Linked DNA regions of Mus musculus: region 1 is linked to region 2. The links are chromatin contacts, called in public promoter capture Hi-C maps. All regions are on one chromosome and are shown on one strand. The core of a region is the stretch at or near the end of the contact, and the rest is flanking DNA. Distances in the headings are between cores, read along the strand shown.

Evidence for each region. Promoter capture Hi-C pulls out the DNA fragments that hold promoters and counts their contacts.
Region 1: a contact with region 2 is called in a promoter capture Hi-C map of stem cell-derived epiblast-like cells, with 8 times the contacts expected there. The contact joins the promoter of Krt4 here to the promoter of Krt7 in region 2. A contact is called at or near these places in 27 of 39 promoter capture datasets (the 3T3-L1 cell line, 3T3-L1-derived adipocytes, the C10 cell line and 15 more), 2 of 484 Hi-C or Micro-C datasets (embryonic stem cells and nephron progenitors), 3 of 115 datasets of contacts at active chromatin or transcription factors (embryonic stem cells and pancreatic cancer cells) and 1 of 9 other capture datasets (adipose tissue).

Annotation. Positions count from the first base shown.
Region 1 is chr15:101,923,157-101,926,038 of GRCm38.p6, reverse strand. It overlaps Krt4 (keratin 4), which reads left to right and starts at 1,304. Exons shown (of 9, transcript NM_008475.2): 1 at 1,304-1,857. The coding sequence starts at 1,369.
Region 2 is chr15:101,411,145-101,414,247 of GRCm38.p6, reverse strand. It overlaps Krt7 (keratin 7), which reads right to left and starts at 1,845. Exons shown (of 9, transcript NM_033073.3): 1 at 1,469-1,845; 2 at 68-279. The coding sequence starts at 1,774. It overlaps Gm671 (a long non-coding RNA gene), which reads left to right and starts at 2,056. Exons shown (of 4, transcript XR_384459.2): 1 at 2,056-2,145.

The sequences.
Region 1 (2,882 bases), core at 55-2,554, 510 kb before region 2:
AGGGCCTGACCTGTGCTCACCCTCACCCTGAGTTCTCTGTGTATCAAGGAAGCTTTTGGGGGACATGGGTGTGATTCAGGCAGGTGGGATTATCCATGTGCTGGTGGTTGCTCTTTCTCACCTCTGGGTCATTTTCTCAATGATGGAGGGAGGAGGAAACTCAGATGTATTGGATTTCCTAGTCCCTGGACAGGATGAGAGCGGATGCCTGTTTGTCTCCAGTGTACTAGGCACCTTGGATATATTGTCTTATCTATGCATAGGAACATGTCTTATTTTATTTATAAAGTGAGTTGGCTGGTCTCAGAGGTATCAGATGGCCCACCCCAGACTGCATAATTAGTGAGAGATGAATAGACTCTGTATAGGCCAGTTCTGCTCAGTTAGGAGAAATCCAAGTTCTGGGAGTAAAACTATGATTTTGTATCTCGCACATGGCCCTGAATGACCACCAGTCTGCCAAAGCAATACTCAGCATCAAGAATGTTAGGAATCTCTTTCCAGAATTCTGGGACCACTTCAGAAAAAACAAAACAAAACAAACAAACAAGCATACAAACCAACCCAGACGTGCTGTGTTCTGGGGAAGCCCTGTAAGCCCAGGGTGGCTATGGGCCACACGGTAGAATCCCATCCAGGAGTTTCTTTGGGTCTTGGTTGGAAAGGCTACCAGGCTGGAACTGTAAGAGAAGAGCCTTGTTTCATAGGTGAACAAGTGGCCAGGGACACACAGAGGATAAGAATGATGGACACAGGCATAAGAGTTGATGCTGACAGCTTGCCAAGCTCCCATCCAAGATCACAATCTCTTTTGTATTGAAAGGAAAAGTAAATATTTGCATTCTTTCCAATTTATGAGTCCCTGGGCTGAGCTCAGGGAGCAGCTTGCACACACAGGTCAGGGTGCATAGCCTGGCAATGGCAGGCTGTGCCCTAGAACCCAGGCTCTCAGGTTCCAGGGTCTGTGGCATGCAAGTAGGGGTGATCAGACTAGGTGTCTGTAGCAGGAGCCCCATGAGGCTGGGAAAGAAGGAGGAAGGGCAGTGGGGCCTTGCAAGTCTGAGTCAGGTGGGCAGTGATACAGGAGGCCCTGGGGCACTGGCTCAGCGAGGGATGAGACCGTAAGCTGTGCCCTCCCAGTGACTTTTCTAGGTGTGCTTAGTGACATGTTCAGCAGGTGCAAGAGAGATGGGCCGTTGCCAAAGGCCCAGCCCAGAGATACTTCGGATTTTTCCCTTTATGCCCCTGCAACCAAGCCCTGCTGCTCCAGCGCATATAAGCCACAAGGGCCGAGGGTTCTGGCATTCAGGATCTGGCCTTTGCTTCGCTTCTGTTCTAAGCTCGTTGCAGCTGCCTCCTCTCTCAGCCATGATCGCCAGACAGTCAAGTGTCCGCGGAGCCTCCCGGGGCTTTAGCAGTGGCTCAGCTATTGCTGGTGGTGTCAAGCGAGTGGCCTTTAGCTCAGGCTCCATGTCTGGCGGTGCAGGGCGCTGCTCTTCTGGGGGCTTCGGCAGCAGAAGTCTTTACAACCTCGGGGGTCACAAGAGTATCTCCATGAGCGTGGCTGGGTCCTGCCAAGGCGGCGGCTATGGGGGTGCCGGAGGCTTCGGCGTTGGAGGATACGGTGCTGGGTTTGGTGCCGGTGGTTTTGGCGGTGGCTTTGGAGGCTCCTTCAACGGTCGAGGAGGTCCTGGCTTCCCAGTCTGTCCTGCTGGAGGTATTCAGGAAGTCACCATCAACCAGAGCCTGCTGACACCTCTTCAGGTGGAGATTGACCCAGAGATCCAGAAAATCCGCACGGCGGAGCGTGAGCAGATCAAGACCCTCAACAACAAATTCGCGTCCTTCATCGATAAGGCGAGTGAGCCTGATCTTTGCAGAGGGTGGTGGAGTGCGGGGTTTCTAAGCCCTGGGCCCTGGGTCTTAGCCAGGAAGTCACCTCATACCTACTTCTGACTCTGGGTGAAACCCCTCGTCTCTGAGGATGCTTGAAGAGCAGAGGAGGTACTCTTTGCTTTTTCTAGCCCAGATTCCATTTTTTAAAAAGGCAAAACCTGGAGATCTTTTCTATGTAGCCCAATTGTAGGCATGCATCATAGAATCTGGTTACCCAGAAATCTATGGCTAGGGGCCAATGCAGTGCTCTAGCCCAGGCTGTTCTAGGTTGCTGGGCATCAAGGTTTTGGTTCCTTTAGGTGTTTGAGGCAAGAGTGAACCCCTTGGAGGAGGATGAGTGGCTACACTGGCTTGAACGAGCCTGTAGTAGCTCCTGGAGGCTTTACCGTGACCCTGGGAGTACAGACTTGAACGTTAGACTAAGAGTTTTCTGTGCTTGTTGGCAGTATTTCCTTTCATCTCAGCCTTTGAGTTCAGAAGGCAGGAGTTTTGCTGCTTGAATGTAACATGGAGATGCTCTGCCAACCACTCCTTTAGCTGGCCCGGCTGGGTGCGTTAGAGAGAGAAGGCTCCAGGAAGTCCATGCCAGGATGGATTCCAGCTGAGTCTTAGAACATGTCTGGGCCATTTGTAGTTAGAGTTAATCGTATACAGATTCAGGAGACAAGGTTTTCCTCTGTAGCTCATATCGGCTTCAGACTCATCATCCTCCTACCTCAGCCTCCTGAGTGCTGGAGCATACACGTGCGTCACCATGCTTAGCCTGTTCTGAAAGTGAATGTGTTCTTCGCCATGGGTCTGTATCCCTTGAACGCAAGTGCCTGCCAACTGTGTTCATACCTCATGGTCTTATTTGATTTGATTATTTCACAGATGCTCTGTTCTCTAGCCCTGCATCTGGGCCTTTGGTCTGCTGTGGTTAAAAAAGCTGTTGTTGCTGTATCATCAACCTTCTACTGTGTTCCCCAAGCTATGTGTCCCATAGA
Region 2 (3,103 bases), core at 596-3,095:
GGGTCTGTGTGTGAGAGGCATACTGTCCCCAGGGCTGGGATCCTCCAAAAGGCACCAGGGACATTACTTATTCTTGAAATCTTCCACCACATCCTGCATGTTCCGCAGTTCCACCTCCAGGCGGCCCCCATCCAGCTGCAGTGTCTCGAGCTGCTGCCTCAGCCCAGCAATCTGAGCCTCAAAGATTCGGGGAAGCTGGCTGCTCTTGGCTGACTTCTGTTCCTGCAGCAGCGCCCACTTGGTCTCCAGCATCTTGTTCTGCTGTTCCAGGAAGCGTACCTGGAGGGGTGTGGAAGAGGAGGAACCTGAGGGGCCAGACTCTACTACCACAGATGTTGAAAAGTCTGGAACCACTGTGCAGCAGAGCCCATGTGCCCACTAGTTGTGCTTACCCCTCATCCCTAGGACCCTATTTCAAGTGTAAGCCATGGAGTTGATGTGCTTGGCTTAGTGGAGTACACTGTTCCTAGCCAATTCTGCTTCAATGGTATTTTCTACCTCTGCCCCTTAAATAGCCCCTTTCTTCTCTGAAGCTGGGGGTGAGAGGGTATTAGGGGACTGACTGGACTGGCCCCTCCTTCCACGCTGGAATTTTTCTTTCTTCCTCAGTATCTTCTCTCCTTCCTCTTATCTCAGCCTGAAGGTGGGAGGCAAGAAAAGCCCTTGAAACCAGCAGCCTGAGGAATCATGAGCTGGATTAGGATGGCACAGCTCAGCATAGAGCAGGAAGTGGGGCTAGAGCAGTCTGGGAAGTTTCTTTTAAGGATTTCTGGGACAGAACGGTACAGGCAGGAGGACTGGAAGGGAGACGGTGAAGCAAGGGATTGGTCCTAGCCAGAGGGACAGGCAGGACTGCAGGCCTCAGCTTCCTAGATGCCCATGAATGACTGGGATGGACAGCCAGGGAGATACCTTCCAAAGGGCCCCTCTCCCAAGTCCCAGTCTCCCACAGAGCCATCTGCAAAGGCAGAGGTAACCTTACCTCCTACCAACAAAAAAGGTAGAGGAACGGGCAGGTAAGTAGGGCAGAAGCCTCCCTCCGCCAGGCCTTTATTCTCAGCATCTACCTCAGATACAAAGTTCTCCCATGGAGAAAGGAGGAGTCATCCCACCCCATTCCTGACTCCTCACAACCTCCTCCCAGGGAAAGGGACCCAGACACCAAAGAACTAACTGCTGGCCTTGGCCTCCAGAGCTCCTAGCCTCACACCTGTTACAAAGTGGCTCCAAATCCCCCGAGACCAGTCAACTATGGAAGCTGGAGAGAACTTGGGGGCAATCCTTGAGTCCTTGAGGAAAGGGAGGGGCCCAAGGCCATTTGTTGGCAGAGCGGAGTTTGGAGACTAAAGGAGGGTGTAAGGAGAAGTACTATACAGAGCCCACCGAAGACACAAGAGGAAAGAGACCTACACCAGCCTCCCAGGGCAAGGCGTGGCCGGAAAGAACCGTGCGACTGAGGCTGTCTCACCTTGTCGATGAAGGAGGCGAATTTGTTGTTGAGGGTCTTGATCTGCTCGCGCTCCTCCTGGCGCACCTGCTGGATGGTGGGATCGATGTCCACACTCAGCGGCGCCAGCAAGCTCTGATTGATGGTGATCTCGCGGATGCCAGCGCCCACCGGGCCCCCATAAGCGGAGCGCACGGCCACACGAGGCCTTGATGAGCCCAGGCCATAGAGGCTCCTGCTGCCGAAGCTGGCGCGGCCCGAGCTCAGGCGCACCTGAGCCCCGCGGCCCGGGTAAGCAGTGGAGCGAGAGCTGAAGTGGATGGACATAGCGGCTGGACACAGCTGGCTGGACGAGGCGAGGAGCAGCGCGAACTCCCTGACCTCAGGCAGTCTGCGACCTTTTATTCCTCCATGCGGGGCGGAGGCTGAGCGCACACAGGTGGGGACAGGGCGGGGCTGGCCGCTGGCCACCTTTCTCTGCAGCCAGGGCCTTCCTGTCCGCCTGCCTTCTGCCCTCGCACCGCCCCCAGCCGCCGCCCAAGGCTCTTCGTCCACTCGGGAAGTGTCTGCAGGAGGCCGAGACGCCGTCGTGAGACACCCACACCTCAGGCAAGTTGTCCAAGATACCCACAGCCCAGAAATCTCTGGACCGCAAAGAGACCACCTTACAATTGGCAGGAGAAGGCTTCCTAGAGCAGGTATGAGGAGTGAATACCTAGATTCCTGAGGCCAGTAGGAAAGCCAAGTGCTACAAAAGGAAGTGCCTGACAAACTTTAGCTCCTGCTGAAAGTTGAAACCCCTCACCCACTGGCTGGGGAAGCCCTAGGCTTCCTAGGACTCTCCTTCCTGGCCCAGCTGCTACTGGAGAGCTCAGCTCAGTTCTTGAGTAACCTGGCCCTGTGACGATCCTTACTGGGAAGAGCTGTTTCAGTAACTGCGCCCTCCCCACCATCCAAGTTCAGAGGGCTTGCCTCACCCCCTCCTCAAACTACTGTATGGGTTCCTGGGATGGCTGTGCGTACCCTTCTGTGCCCTCATACCCCTAACACACTAGTGTGAGTGTATATGAGTGCAGTCTGTGCATGGGGGGTCTGGATTCACAACTGAACACATTTGTATGCACATGTGTGTGTCCTGTCTCCCGTTCACATCCAGACGTTCCTCCCTGCTCTGCCTCATTTTTCCTGCTTACAAACCCACTAGGCTATGCCTGACAAGGGAATCAACTAAAACTGGCCTCTGTGGTAACCCGTGGTGGTGTGCTCAGTGCTCCTCGGAGTGCTCCTGGACTTCCAGTTTTCCCAGACTCACTTGGACAGCCTTTAGCCCACCTCTGGCTCCATGCAGTGAGACTGGTCCTTTAGGGGCGTCCTAGGTGGGGAGGATGGGAATGTCATATTCTTCCTGCTTTGCCTTTTCAGGTAGACAACCCTAAGCTCTCAAGGAGACTCCCTACCCCTCAAGGTGCTTCCTCAGTCCTTTGTCCCCCTCTGCACCCCACTTTCCATCCTGCTACAGCCCCTGCCACCCATCCCCCACTTTGGAGGTTGTTTCTCACCCACACCAAGAGCTCCTTCTCTTTCTCAAGCTGAGCCCCAGCAGGGCACAGCTAGTGCGCTGACCTGGACGGGTCCTGGCCCCCTCAGCCACAGCTC